2 separate regions of the Sus scrofa genome follow, and region 2 is linked to region 1. A link is a contact called in public Hi-C data. All regions are on one chromosome and are shown on one strand. The core of a region is the stretch at or near the end of the contact, and the rest is flanking DNA. Distances in the headings are between cores, read along the strand shown. Region 1 has its middle 39 kb from the start of GP91-PHOX. Region 2 has its middle 31 kb from the start of DYNLT3.

Region 1 (7,538 bases), core at 2,230-4,729:
TCCACATGTCAGTGATAGCATTCGAGGTTGGTGTCTCATTGTCTGGCTGACTTCACTTAGCATGATCATTTCTAGGTCCCTCCATGTTGCTGCAAATGCCGGTATTTCTTTCCTTTTAATGGCTGAGTAATATTCCATTGTGTGTATGTACCACATCTTCTTTAGCCACTCCTCTGTCGATGGACATTTAGGTTGTTTCCATGTTTTGGCTATTGTATAGAATGCTGCAATGAACATTGGAGAACGTGTGTCTTTGTGCGTCATGGTTTTCTCTGGATAGATGCCCAGGAGTGGGATTGCTGGATCAATGTAGTTCTATGTTTAGTTTCGTTTTTTTTTGTTTTTTGTTTTTGTTTTTTTGTCTTTTCTAGGGCCGCACCTGCAGCATATGGAGGTTCCCAGGCTAGGGGTCGAATCGGAGCTGTAGCCGCCGGCCTACGCCACAGCCACAGCCACAGCAACGCCGGATCCTTAACCCACTGAGCGAGGCCAGGGATCGAACCCACAACCTCATGGTTCCTAGTCGGATTCATTTCTGCTGCACCATGATGGGAACTCCTTCTTTTTCATATTCTTTTCTGTCATCGTTTATCACAGAGGGCTGAATATCAGAATATAGTTCCCTGTGCTATACAGTAAGACCTTGTTATTAGCCATTCTATATGTAATAGTTGGCCTTTGCTAACCCCAAACTCCCGGCACATCCCTCCCCCACCGCCTTCCCCTTAGCAACCATAAGTCTGTTCTCCACTGTCTATGAGTCTGTTTCTAGGTGCATCTGTGCCATAGTTTAAATTCCACATGTAAGTGTTATCCTGTGATGCTTGTCTTTCTCTTTCTGACTGACTTAATATGGTAATTTCTAGGTCCATCCATCCATGTTGCTTTCATTATTTTTATGGCTGAGTAATATTCCATCGCGTGTGTGTGTCTGTATATGTATCTCATATCTTCGTTATTCATGAAATGCTCTGTCTTTCGGGATGCCTTCCCTCCCCTTCTCCTTTACCAACGCGGCAGCATGCCCATATGTGAGAGACACACTGTGTGTGACCTCATGGCAGAGGGGGGCAGCCAGACCTTCTGGTGTGAGGCCGGTCCTAGGGTCAGGTCAGGCCAGTCTTAGCTCGAGGCTGGACCCTCCACCTTCTGCTGGAGTCTGCTGCTGTCGCTGGTGGGTCCCACCCTCTGCTTCCTTCCTCAGCCTTCCTCCACGAGCTACGAGCTACAGACCCCGGAGCTCACACCTTTCCCTCCTCCGGGCCTGCAACTTGGCTGTGCCACAGAGGGCACGTTGAAGGCTTTCAGCCTCAGCCTCACGTCCCCCCTCCCCAGGCAAGGCCGGGCCTCTGGGTGGCCACACAGAGGGCTAGACCCTGCCCTCTCTCTGTCTGACCCCTCCTCCTCCTTGGGAACTCGTGATTAAGTTGCACTAGGGACAAGTATCCCTCAGAGAGTCACCGATGAGAATAGAAGCACCAGCCCCTAAACTTTGCTCTCCTCTCAACTGATTCCCTCTGTCCCTTCCCAGACTGAGGTCTGAGGGAGGGCCTTGAGCATGCAGGCGACTCTCTCTTCCCACCACCTCCCCCCAGGGCCCATCGCCCACTTCCGCTCCCTCACAGCCCACCTTTCTCTGGGGCCGCAGGTGTGGTCCGGTCGGCCGGGCTGAAAGAGTGTCCTCCCCGCTTTGCCAGAGCAGTGTGGCCTCAGCCCTCTAGGATCTGCTTTTGACACGCTCAGTGAGAAGAACCAAAGAACTTAGAGAATGGTTCTCTCTCCCGGCCAAGCCTGGCTCTCAAGATCATGGCTTCAACGCAAAAAAAATCTTCTTTCTGCCGACCTCAAACGGTGGGAACACGCCCTTCCTCTCTTAGATGCTAGCCTCAATCACATCCCTCCGCTCCCCCATCCCAGGCCCATGCTGCCTTGGGGGGACTCGTGGAAATGCACAAGAGAAAAGCCCACTAATGTGCATTTTAAGATGTGATTATTGAGTGCTGTTATAATCACGTCAGAGCGGTATACAGAGGGCCAGGCCCTGTTCTGTGTGCTTCACACGACTTAAGTCACCTTAATCCTGATCCCAGCCTAATGCGCAAACAGGCAGAGAGAGGTTGAGTAACTTGCCCAAGGCCACCCAGCTGTCAAGACCAACCAGGTATTTGAATCTAGGGGGGCTCCGGAGTCTATGTTCTTAACCTCTTCTCTCCCTCCGTGGGGCCCCTTCCCTTTGGCACGCCCCCCCCCCACGTCTCTTCTTGGGAGACACAAAGATGAAGAGCTCCGAGAAAACATTCTTTTGACATGGGAAGCCCGGGATAGCTCACTCCCAAAATGCTTTTTGGAAGGAGTTGGGGTGCGATATGGAGAAAGTAAATGTATGTGCAGGAAGCCGATTCAGGTGGGTTTCTTATCCGTCACTTAAAGCTCCCCCTCCCAACAGTGCCTGATCTGTCTCTGCGGAGTCCAAGTCCTTGCTTCAGGCGCTTTTGAATTCCCAACCCCTCCGTTAACCTAGTTTGGCTTAGTGTAAAATTCTCCCACCCTCACTCCCTAGCCTCGCTCATTCCTGCCTCCTGGCCTTCTGTCCATCACCTACACTAGGCTCTGCACAATTTACAAGATGTTCTGATGCAATTATATAGTGCTTGCTGGTTGCATCCTGCATGTGTATCTTATTTTCCCAACTTGACTGTGAACTCCTGGAGGGCGAGGACCGTATCCCACCTGACTCGCAGCCCCCACAGGGCTAACACTGTAGGGAGCGCAGAGGAGGGGGTCAGTAAATATTTGTGGTTTGATCCACTTGGGACAAAAAACTTAACTATGTTTTCATTATTCATTCAGCTCTGACTTGCTTACTCTTCAAATCGTTGAAACAAATTCAGTTTCTGGCTTCCTTTACATTTCAAATATGTGCATGGAGCTCTGTGCTAAACTGCCCTGCTGGTTCCTTGCTGAGTGGCTTTGGGCTAGGTGCATTCACCCTCTGTGCCTCAGTTTCCACTACTGTAAAATGGGCATTTAATTGAACTATCCCATAAGGTTGGTGTGAGGAGTAAATGAGAGAATACACATTGAACAACCAGACTAGTGCCTGGCACGTGGTAAACATTCAGTAAATGTCAAGAATGGATGCAGGAGTTCCCTGGTGGCTCAGCAGATTAAGGATCCGGCGTTGTCACTGCCGCGGCGGCCGGAAACATCTGCATCCGGGGACATAGCCAAAAAAAAAAAAAAAAAAAAAAAAAAAGGATGCATGTTCCTCAGTTGCCTTATAATCTCATATAATGTCTGCTACCCTTTAGTTTCTATACCCTTACATGCACATGACAAAACATAATATTTTAAGTATTTAAACATGTCTATCCATTCACCCATTTCCTCACGTTTTTCCAATACCCTATGTGATTTTCAAATGAACCCCTTGACGGGCCCACTGTCCTGGCCGCCAGGTGGCGGTGTTCATTCAGTCAGGCGCAGACTCAGCAGCTGCTTTACACTGGGGCTGGCACGCGCTTAGGACGCGATTTCAGAAGTTCCACATATTCTCCCTCCTGTTCATTTTTCTTATCCTGTAACTGGATGTTTCTTCAGCTTTTTTTTTTTCTTTCTACTGCTTGACCCACCTCCATGATACATCGACTACCTCCTCGAATATGCACCTTGTAGAAAGTGGCCTCGCAAAAATATGGTTAAGGCTTCCTTACCACCCAGCAAGGTGCTGGCTAGAAATAATGTGTTTGTTTTTTTATTTAAGCCACCTTAGGGAGTTCCCCTGTGGCGCAGGGGAAATGAATCCAACTAGGAACCATGAGGTTGTGGGTCGATCCCTGGCCTCGCTCCGTGGGTTAGGATCTGGTGTTGCCCATGAGCTGTGGTGTAGGTCGCAGACGCAGCTCATATCCCTGCGTTGCTGTGGCTGTGGCGCAGGCCGGCAGCTGTAGCTCCGATTCGACCCCTAGCCTGGGAACCGCCATATGCCGCGGGTGCAGCCCTAAAAAAAAAGCAACAAATAAACAAATAAATAAATAAAAGCCATCTTGGAAGTTCCCTGGTGGCTCAGCAGGTTCAGGATTCGGCATTATCACTGCTGTGATGCAGGTTTGATCCATGGCCTGGGAACCACTGTGTCTGTGGTGTAGGTCGGCAGCTGTAGCTCCGATTGGACCCCTAGCCTGGGAGCCTCCATGTGCCACGGATGCGGCCCTAAAACGCAAAAAACAAAAAACAAACAAAAAAAAAAACCAAAAAAAACCCCACTTTCAACATCCTGAAACTATTTACATCACTAAATGTCAATCACTAAAGTGGCGGGAAAGGGAAATGCCCCGCTGGCCTCCTCACTCCAATCTCTCTACTCCCCTGCACTCCAAGCCCAGGGCAGAGCCATGGTGACCAATCATGACACGCTGCTGCCACTCTGCCACTCGCCATGGCCTCAGGGGCCTTCCCAGCACAGCTATCCTCGAAGATGAGGGTAACCAACAGGCTTGCAAGCCAAACCCCTGTTTACCTTCCCGGGTAGAGCAAGCTTCTGGGTTCAAATGTAGTTTATGTGCAGTTCCCAGAAACCACACCTGCATTGAGCTGCTTCCCAGAGCCACTGCTGAGGCCTCTGCGCCATTTTCTCCTCCCTGGTATGATGACAACAGCAAGGCATGAATGACAGCAGCCATCTCCAGTGAGCCCGCCCGGTGTGCTAACTCTGGGGATTCACAGCCATCATCCTGTGTCCTCTTCGAAACAGGGCTGAGCAGTAGCAGGGTGACACTTGTGGAAGCTGCGGCTGAGGTTAAACAATCAGTCCAAGTCACGCAGCCCGGAGGTGGAAGAGCCGCGGCCCCCTGACTTGAAAACCCTCACTCTTCCCCTCCTACTCCCTCGAGGTCCCCCGGGATATCACATGTTCTTGCCTCAGCAGCTAAAAGTGGAATGAGGCCACCACCCGACACCCACAATCCCCAGATGTCCCTCCCCCTCCCTACCCACCGTTCACAACTCTGCAGGAGAATCAGACTTGGCAACTTGACCTGCTGCTCTGGAAAGGCTGTGGTCCTCCACTCTGGTGTCCCAGGGCCCCTGTATCATCCAGATGGGCAGGGCAACCCCATGGCAACAGTGCTGGGGCACATGGTGAGGGAGTTTCCACCATCTGCAGCGAGGAAGGAAGCTGAGAACTCGGCAATGCGGGGAACGCCAAGGAAAGCCGATGAGGTGGCCTGTCCTCTGATTCAGAGCTCAGGTTTGGCTTCTCCAGGTCATGAGTGATTCCTCCTCACTGTGCAGAGGGGCAGCTCCTAAACTGGGAAATTCTCCTCGGGGGTGAGGGGTCAGGGTCAAGGCCTCCATGGCCTGGGTGGATGCATGGACAAACCACTTCTGACCCATGAGACTTCCTCCAAGGACCGGCCTAGATCCCGTCTGACAGGGCTGGGGACAGACCACACTCCTGCTGCTGGGCTATGCGCCGAGTTCACATCCACATCCCCGTCCTGGGGAAGAGAGGAAGGAGCAGGCTGCCGTGATGGTTTTGGTTCACTGCATGGTTGATTTCGTTGGCTTGAAAAATGGGTTGTCATGGAAACCAGGAAAGGCTCATTCTGGAAGGGCCCTGCTAGCCTCGTGTCCATGTTCTTGTCTTATGTAACGAGGTTTCCAGAATTTTTCCACCTGTGGGTATCAACCATTAATGGATCCCAAGACAAGTTTAGTGGGTCACGACCAGAATTTTAAAAAGAAAGAAATAGCCAGAATTGAATACAAGGGAATAGATCAGAGTGCCTTGCACATATCCAGTCAATTATTCTCTGAGGGCATTTTGGTTCAGTTCTATTATAAAATGGATCCTTATTAAAGCGGGCATCCAAAGTGTTTGTAAACGGCTGCTAACCTGCGTCTAACCTTGACAGAAGGGAAAAGCCTGCTTTTTTTTCCCCCAGATGAGCAAAAGATTTTTTTCTAGTGGTCACAAACTGGACACAACCCAAATGGTCATCAAAGGTAGAAGAGATGAATAAATGGGTTTTTTTTAAATTATTAAAGTATAAATAAATTGTTGTAGAAGAGATCAATAAGTATCCAATGGCAATATTATGTATACAGCAAAGAAAGTGAAATGACTAATAGCCATATGTAGTAACATGGATGAAATGTATGAACACCATGTAGAACGTAAGAAACAAGATGAGGCGCTCCCGTCATGGCTCAGTGGTTAACAAACCCCACTGGTATCCATGAGGACACGAGTTTAATCCCTGGCTTTGCTCAGTGGGTTAAGGATCTGGCGTTGCCGTGGCTGTGGTGTAGGCCAGCGGCTGCAGTTCTGATTTAACCCCTGGCCTGGGAACCTCCATATGTGGAGGTGTTTTTAGGGTGCAGCCCCAAAAAGCAAAAAAAAAAAAAAAATCATGATGAACCATGATGGAGGATAATATGAGAAAAAGAATGTATATATGTATGTGTGATTGGGTCACTTTGCTGTACAGTAGAAAATTGACAGAACACTGTAAACCAGCCAAAATGGAAAAAATAAAAATCATTTGAAAAAAGACAAAAAAGAGACAAGATGATAAAGAATACATACTTTATGATTCAGCTTATATAAAATTTTAAAAGCAAAACTAGGAGTTTCCACTGTGGCGCAGGTGGTCGAGAATCTGACTGCAATGGCTCAGGCCACTGTGGAGGTGCAGGTTTGATGGTGGTGCAGTGGGTTAAAGATCCAGTGTTGCTGCAGCTGCAGCTTGGATTCAGTCCCTGGCCTTGGAACTTCCTTCCGTAGGCTGCAGGTGCAGCCATGGGGGAAAAAAAAAAAAAAAAAAAACTAAACTCTGTGGTTTAGGTGTACATCCATAGCGGGTACAATTAAAAAGGAGAGTGATCATTACATAATATCAGGGAAATGGTTACCCCAGGAGGGAAGGCTGTTGATAATGATCAAGAAGGGACACCAGCTGGGGGAACCAGAGGACTGGCCATGTTCTGTTTCTTAACCCTGCTGGTGCTTACGTGCAAATTCGCTTTAATAGTGGTAGTTAAAGTATATGATTATGTGATATGCACATCTAGGTATTCATCTTTCATAATTTTATTTTATTTTTTTTTCATTTTTTTATTACTCGAATGTATCACATCTGTATTGTATAATGATCATAACAATCTGATTTCACAGGATTTCCATCCCACAGCCCAAGCACATCCCCCCACCCCCCAAACTGTCTCCTCCGGAGACCCTAAGTTTTTCAATGTCTGTGAGTCAGCATCTGTTCTGCAAAGAAGTTCCATCAGTCCTTTTTTCAGATTCCACATGTCAGTGAAAGCATTGGATGTTGGTGTCTCATTGTATGGCTGACTTCACTTAGCATGATAGTTTCTAGGTCCATCCGTGTTGCTAAAAATGCTGGTATTTCGTTCTTTTTAATGGCTGAGTAATATTTCATTGTGTATATGTACCACATCTTCTGGATCCACTCCTCTGTCGATGGACAGTTAGGTTGTTTCCATGTCTGGGCTATTGAAAAGAGTGCTGCAAT
Region 2 (7,538 bases), core at 3,295-5,794, 78 kb after region 1:
TGCCACAAGCTATGGCGTAGGTCACAGATGCGGCTTGGATTCAGCATTGCTGTGGCTGTGGCGTAGGCCTGCATTTGCAGCTCAGATTTGACCCCTAGCCTGGGAACTTCCATATGCCACAGGTACAGCTGTAAAAAAAATTAAAAAGGAAAAAAAATGCATTTTGAGAAACCTCCTTCCTCTGTAAGACAGTGTATGTCAAAGGGTGTGGAGATGGAAACGGGGGAAAATGAACCATTAATAAATGATACTAGTGTTAATTAGAGGGAGTGAAACAAAATAGGGAATATTAAGATAAAATAGAGTGATTCTTTCTCCTTGCTTTAAAAAAAAAAAGTAAATAGTGTTCCAATGGATTGCAGTTTGGCCCCGATTTTCCACTTCTTTCTTTATCCATGTCATCTGCAGTGTGAGCTCACAGTTTCTTCGGTTGAGGGGAGGAGGCTGTTGGCTCACCCCTTGAATCTCTGCGAGACTTGTGACTTGCCTGGACCGTTAGAAAGCAGTGGAATCGATGTGGGTTCCAGAGTCTAGGCCTCAAGAAAGTAGGCATGCACCTCCTTCGTCTTTCACACCCCTACCTCTTCCATGACCTGCCCAGGCTCGCTTGCTCCAAGGTGAACCATGTAGGCCGGAGCAGATTCAGCCTGGCAGTGCCAGCCAAGACCCCAGACATAGGAGAGAGAGCCCGAGAGGAACAGAACTTCCTGGGCAACCCGTGGCTGCCTGAGGATGCGTAGGTGAGCCCAGCTCCCATCAACAGAATCACTCACAGAACTTCTAGGTCCACGGCAAGTCGTAAAGCGTTCTTGTTTTACGACTCCAATTTTAGAGTAATTTGTTACATGGCAAATATAAGCTGTATGAAAAACTCAGGAAAAAAATCCTGAAGGGGCCCAGAATGAGCATTGAAGGTGATGGTATTCACGCTTACATTGTATGGGAAAGTTTTCGGGCGATTAGCATAACATAACAAACATGCTGGTTTTACCATGAGTTATACTTGCTTTGAAAATCCCTGGAATCATGGATACCACAGGGGTTGCCATGTAGAAAATACAGGTCCTTTCTTTTAGACCATTCTAACCCAATAACTAGCACGTTGTTCCACCTATGTAGAAAAGAAGCTATCTGGGGAGTTCCCCTTGTGGCTCAGTGGTAACGAACCTGACTAGGATCCATGAGGATGTGGGTTCAATCCCTGGCCTCGCTCAGTGGGTTAAGGATCTGGCATTGCTGTGAACTATGGTGTAGGTTGCAGATGTGGCTTGGATCCGGCGTTGTTGGGACTGTGGTGGAGGCCAGCAGCTGCAGCTCCAATTGGACCCCTAGCCTGGGAACTTCCATATGCTGGAGATGTGGCCCTAAAAAGACCAAAAAATAAAAACAAGAAAGAAAGGAAGAAAAGAAAAGAAACAAGCTATCTGGCGATCTCATTCTCTGAAATCAAAGTAGAAACTGGGGATGAGGGCAGGAGAAATTGGCTGAGCCGCCAAAATAGAGCTAAAATCCACCAGCAGTACATTCATCTCTGCTGAAGCCAATCTGAAATTTACTCAGAGCTTTTTTGATGCTTAGCGTAACAAGCTTAGTGGTCTTAGTCCCAAATCCGTAGTTGATGAGAAGTGGCAAGTTAGAAGAAGAGAAAAGAATTACTAGAGGTCTATGCACATTGGTAACAAGTGACATCTGAGGACCTAAGGAAAAGGAAATGAAAGAAATGCTACAAGCAGATACAAAAACTCAGAAGCCTAGCAACCTGGGGTCATTCAGTATAAGGGAAAATAAGTCCGTATCCCACAGACAAAGGCATCTTTGTACTCTATTTCTTCATTCATTCACTCATTCACTCATTCACATGCAACAAAGGCTATATACACTCAGCTTATTTTTTTTTTTTTTTTTGATCAGTACACTGGCCAGAACCTAAAGGGCTGGGAATATTAATTGTTTGACACAGTAACATTTGTAGCAACAGTGATGTTTTTAATTCACAAAAGAGTTAAATCATGTTAAGTCAGCTAAAATATTCATGCAGGTTGGTTAAGATTTTTGCCTATGTCGGTGTTCCCGTCAAGGCTCAGCAGTAACAAACCTGGCATAGTATGTATGAGTACATGGGTTCAATCCCTGGCCTCGCTCAATGGATTAAAAATCCCGTGTTGCCGTGAGCTGTGGTGCAGGTTGCAGACGTGGCTCTGATCTGGCGTCGCTGTGGCTGTAGTGTAGGCTTGGCAGCTACAGCTCTGATTCAATCCCTAGCCTGGGAACCTCCATATGCCATGAGTGTGGCCTGAAAAAAAGAGGAAGAGCTTTGCCTATGTCTAAAGGGTAAATTTGGAGGTTCCGTCACGGCTCAGCAGAAACAAATCTGATTAGTAACCATGAGGTTCGATCTCTGGACTCTCTCAGTGGGTTAAGGATCCAGTGTTGGCATGAGCTGTGGTGTAGGTCACAGATGCGGCTCGGATCTGGCATGGCTGTGGCTGTGGGGTAGGCCAGCGGCTCCAGCTCTGATTTGCTCCTAGCCTGGGAACCTCCATATGCCTCAGATGCAGCCCTAAAAAGACAATAAATAAATAAATGGTAAATTTTAAGTTGTCTGCAAAGTACAGACACTGAGAATGACTCATTCCAGGGTGCTCCTACATGGCTTAAGTTTTGCATTATTAATATATAATAAGTCAGTTTGCCTAATGCAAGTTTTGTGGAATTAGCATGTCCGGTTCCAGTACAGAAATGTGCACATTTGTTGGAAAAAGGAAAGGCGAACTCGTGTAGCTTTTCCTTTAAAGAGGCAAAATTTGTTTATAACTAATTTCAAGAGAAAAATAATTAGGTTGCTTTAAAAATGGGGAGGGAAAGACCAAATTACATGATATTTGAGGCATTAAAAGAAGAAAAATTGTTTTCTTCTTCTAAAAATAACTCCTTAAATCTTCTGCTGAAAGTAAAAAATATCAAATACACTAACATTTTCTTTTTTTTTTTTTAACTTCTCTCTGGTATTTAAAAACAGAATCAGTTATTTTCAGAAATGAGGAAGTTTTGACCTACTAGGTAAAGTTCTGCTGCAGGTGGTATTGATCGCTTTCCTGTGATATTGGATATAATAAGATATTGATATTGAGCTGCTCTAACAAATGAGCCAATCCGAGGAAGGGGTCGTGGGAACCCTGATTTGCAGCCCATGGCTCACACACACACACACACACACACACACACACACACACACATGCGGCTCTCAGCCAGATCTCCTAGAACCTTTGTAATTTCCTAAGCACTAAAGGTGCCAGGAACATCTTTTGTTCTAAGACTTGGTCTCTGACTCATCTCTTAGAATTTCCCAAATCATGGGAGCATCTTTGGTTCTAATGCAGTGGCTCTTGCTGGGCTTCTAGAGCGCTTTAGTCTAGGGGCTGGCCACCTGAAAGAGCAAGCCATAATGAGAAGCAGGGACGTGTCAGCCCTACTCCCCCATCCCCCAGAGTGGGAAGAGGGATGGAGGTTGAGTTAATAATGGATCCTGCCTATGAGATGAAGCTTGCATAAAAAGCTCTGAACTGCTGCGTTGGGAGAACCTCCACGATGCTGAACACATCGAGGTTCCCAGAGGGTGGCACAGCCTGGGAGGGCGTGGAATCTCTGCCACTCCTCCCCCACACCTCGCCCTCTGCGTCTCTTCCATCTGGCTGTTCCCGAGATGGGTCCTTTGAACATGAACTGGTAATCTAGTGAGGACAATGTTCTCCTGAATTCTTTGAGCTGCTCTAACAAATGAGCCAATCCGAGGAAGGGGTCGTGGGAACCCTGATTTGCAGCCCATGGATCAGAAGTATGGATGACACCGTGGGACTTGATGGGCGTCTGAAATGGGAGCAGTCTTGGGGGACGGAGCCTTTAACTTGCGGATTCTGTTGCTAACTCCAAGTAGATTGTGTCAGTACTGAAATGAATTGGAGGACACCCAGCTGGGGTTGAAGAATTGGTCAGGGTGGGGGAAATTGCACACAGTTGATGACGAAGTGAAATAGTGTTGAGAGGAGAGACAGAGCTTTTCCTTCTCGCCCCCGCCCCCACACTTTTGGGCTGCTTCCCTCCTCGGTGACAGGTCCAGGACTAGCCGTCATGCTCTGCATTGGGACATTTCATTCACTGAGGTCCGGGAAGCAAGGAGCCATCCCACACAGAGGGGGCTCTGACCAAGAGGGAATGAAAAGAGGCATCAGAGGGATCAGAGAGGAAGCACGTAGTTGATGTCCTATAACCCAGCTAAACACTCAATATGAGGCAGAACAAGGACATTTTCTGACTTCTGTTTCCTTTTTTTTTTCTTTATTGAATAACGTATTGATACATAATCTATGTAAAGCAAAGTGTATAATGAACACTAATCTTAAGTATACAACTCAATAAGTTGTTAACATATGTGGGCACCATGTAACACCCATGCAGATCAAGATATAGAACATTCTAGACCCTATTTCCCTCATGCCCCTTGACAGTCAATATCCTGCCCCTTAGTAATCACATTCTGACTGCTAATATCGTATGCTTATTTTGCAAGCTCTTGAATTTCATATAAATAGAATCCTGTACTACATGCAGTTTTGTGTGTCTTTTGCTCAGAAATCTTCTCATGATTCATGTTGTGTGCAGCAAGAGTTTGCTTTTATTGCGGTATAATCTTCAATTATATGATGCCACTGAAATGCATTTATCCATTAATAAACATTTGGTTTGTTTTCAATTTTTGGTTATCAGAAGAAAGCTGCTCTAAACATTCTTGTACACCTTTTGATAGAAATGCATTCATTTCTCTTGGGCATATATTATATAGGAGTCAGATTCCTAGATCATAAGATAGTGTGTGTTTAGCTACTGTCAGACTTTTCCAAAGTCATTGTCCCAGCTGATATTCCTTCTAGCACACTATGAAGGTATAGCAATTAAGACAGTTTTTTTGTTGTTGTTGTTTGGTTGGGTTTGTTTTGTTTTGTTTTTTAAAAGGGAGTTCCCGTTGTGGTGCAGTGGAAATGAATCCAACTAGGAACCATGAGGTTGTGGGTTCGATCCCTGACCTCACTCAGTGGGTTAAGGATCCGGCGTTGCCATGAGCTGTGGTATAGGTTGCAGACATGGCTCAGATCTGGCATGGCTGTGGCTGTGGCTGGCACCTGTAACTCTGATTCGACCCCTAGCCTAGGAATCTCCATATGCTGAGGGTGCAGCCCTGAAAAAAAAAAAAAAAAGAGTGTGGTATAAAGGCGAGGATATAAAATAGGCTCAGACTTCCCGTATGGCTCAAAACGTAAACTAGGCTATATTTTTTTCACATTTTAAGTTAATAAAGGATTGTCTTTTCTATAAATGGTACTGGAGCAATTATATATCCACATGGAATAGTATAAACCTTGAGCTCTACCTCAAATTAGAGATTAGCATAGACTTAAGTAACCTAAATGGAAAAAGTAACAAACAAAACTTTAGAATTAAACGTAAGGAGTTCCTGTCATGGAGCGCTGGAAACGAATCCAACTAGGAACCATGAGGTTGCGGGTTCGATCCCTGGCCTTGCTCCGTGGGTTAAGGCTCTGGTGTTGCCATGAGCTGTGGTATAGGTCACAGATGTGGCTGCGGCATAGGCCGGCAGATGTAGCTCCGATTCAGCCCCTCGCTTGGGAACCTCCATATGCCACGGGTACGGCCCTAAAGAGCCAGAAATAAATAAATAAAACATAAGAGGAGTTCCCATTGTGGCATAGTGTCTGTGAGGATGCCAGTTCAATCCCTGACCTCCCTCAGTGGGTTAAGGATCCAGCGTTGCTGTCAGCGTGAGGCGAGTCGCAGATGCGAGGCAGATCTCACAGAGCTGTGGCTGTGGCGTAGGCCGGCAGCTGCAACTCTGATTCAACCCCGGGAACTTCCACATGCCACAGGTGTGGCCCTAAAAAAAGAGAGAGAGAGACTATATTATGATCTTGGGGGTAGACACAGATTTTATAAACAGTATGCAATGAGCACTAACCGTAAAAGAAAAAAATTAAAAATCAGCCTTTATAAAATGAGGAACTTCTGTTCATCCAAAGTGTTAAGGAAGTGAAAAGACAAGTCACAGACTTGTGAAGATATTCACTATATATATATATCCATAAAGGACTCATATTCCAAATATACAAGGAACTCCTACAGACCTACAGCAGAGACAAAAAAAAAATCCTAAATGGACAAAACACTTGGACACTCACTTCTCAACAAAATACACGTAAATAACTAATAAGCATGAAAAAATTCTCCATATTATCAGCCATCAGGAAAATGCAAATTAGGATCACAAGGCAATGCCACCTCATGTGGACCAATACAGCTAAAAGTGAAAACCATTTGGTGATAATAGGGACAGGGAGCAATTGGAGTGCCAAGATAGTTTCAGATTTTTAGGTACACTAAAATTAACCCCCGTAACTCTTTCTTAAGAAGTCGCTTGAGCCTGTATGTTTGAAAAATGAGGAAGTCATCTAAAGCGAATGAGGAAATGGGATCTAGAAAGCAAGTTTTCTAACCTAGGAGAGCAGAGAAAGAATGTCCCAGCATTGTGGTTGTGCCGTATTTCAGGCTGAGCAAATATTTCAGACAGAAGCAGGAGAAAAGAATGCCCCAACAAGGTCTCCAAGAAATGAACCTGATGGAATAAGTGGTAGAGAGCTGGGTTTCTTGAGCATATGGTAAAAGCATTGATAGGAGTTTTAAAAAGAAATAAGGGAATCCATTCAGACATCCCTCTAGGAATATTCTCTGTTTAGTGGTATAGACATGATATTAGATCCATAGAGAAGGGAAAATTATACTAACACACAACTCAGGGAGTTCCCCTTGTGGTGTGGTGAAAATTAACCTGACTAGTATCCATGAGGATGTGGTTCGATCCCTGGCCTCGATCAGTGGGTTAAGGATCCCGTGTTGCCATGACCTGTGGTGTAGGTCACCGATAGGGCTCGGATCCCGCATTGCTGTGGCTGTGGTGTAGGCTGGCAGCTGCAGCTCTGATTCGACATCTAGCCTGGGAACCTCCATATGCTGCTGGTGCGGCCCTAAAAAGACAAAAAAAAAAAAAAAAAAAAAAAAAAAAAAAAAAAACCCTAACACACAACTCAGCTGAAAGTTAACATCATCTATCATCATACAATATTATAATGGCATGATAATGTGAATGTTTATTAGTTTTCTTTCTTTTTTTAAGATGAAAAAAAAAACATTGATTAGTGGAGTTCTGTCGTGGTGCAGCAGAAACAAATCCGACTAGGAACCATGAAGTTGTGGGTTTGATCCCTGGCCTTACTCAGTGGGTTAAGGATCCGGCGTTGCCACGAGCTGTGGTGTAGGTCACAGACGTGGCTCAGATCTGGCATGGCTGTGGCTCTGGCGTAGGCCAGCGGCAACAGCTCCAATTGGACCCCTAGCCTGGGAACCTACATATGCCACGGGTGTGGCCCCCCAAAGACAAAAAGACCTCCCAAAAATTTATTAGTAAAAAGGTT

The links. A called contact is a pair of places that touch in the nucleus more often than the background predicts.
Region 2: a contact with region 1 is called in a Hi-C map of alveolar macrophages, with 3 times the contacts expected there. The contact joins two enhancer-like sites. A contact is called at or near these places in 1 of 5 promoter capture datasets (liver), 11 of 47 Hi-C or Micro-C datasets (alveolar macrophages, blood, brain and 6 more) and 1 of 2 datasets of contacts at active chromatin or transcription factors (alveolar macrophages).

The regions. Positions count from the first base shown.
Region 1 is chrX:33,612,137-33,619,674 of Sscrofa11.1, forward strand. No RefSeq gene overlaps it. Among named protein-coding and RNA genes, the nearest start is that of GP91-PHOX, 39 kb to the right of the region's middle. Within about 2 kb of position 3,480, at least 1 of the 83 cell types and tissues checked has an H3K27ac peak or open chromatin away from gene starts, as enhancers often do. A contact at or near this core is called in alveolar macrophages, where this site is marked.
Region 2 is chrX:33,689,462-33,696,999 of Sscrofa11.1, forward strand. No RefSeq gene overlaps it. Among named protein-coding and RNA genes, the nearest start is that of DYNLT3, 31 kb to the right of the region's middle. Within about 2 kb of position 4,545, at least 2 of the 83 cell types and tissues checked have an H3K27ac peak or open chromatin away from gene starts, as enhancers often do. A contact at or near this core is called in alveolar macrophages, where this site is marked.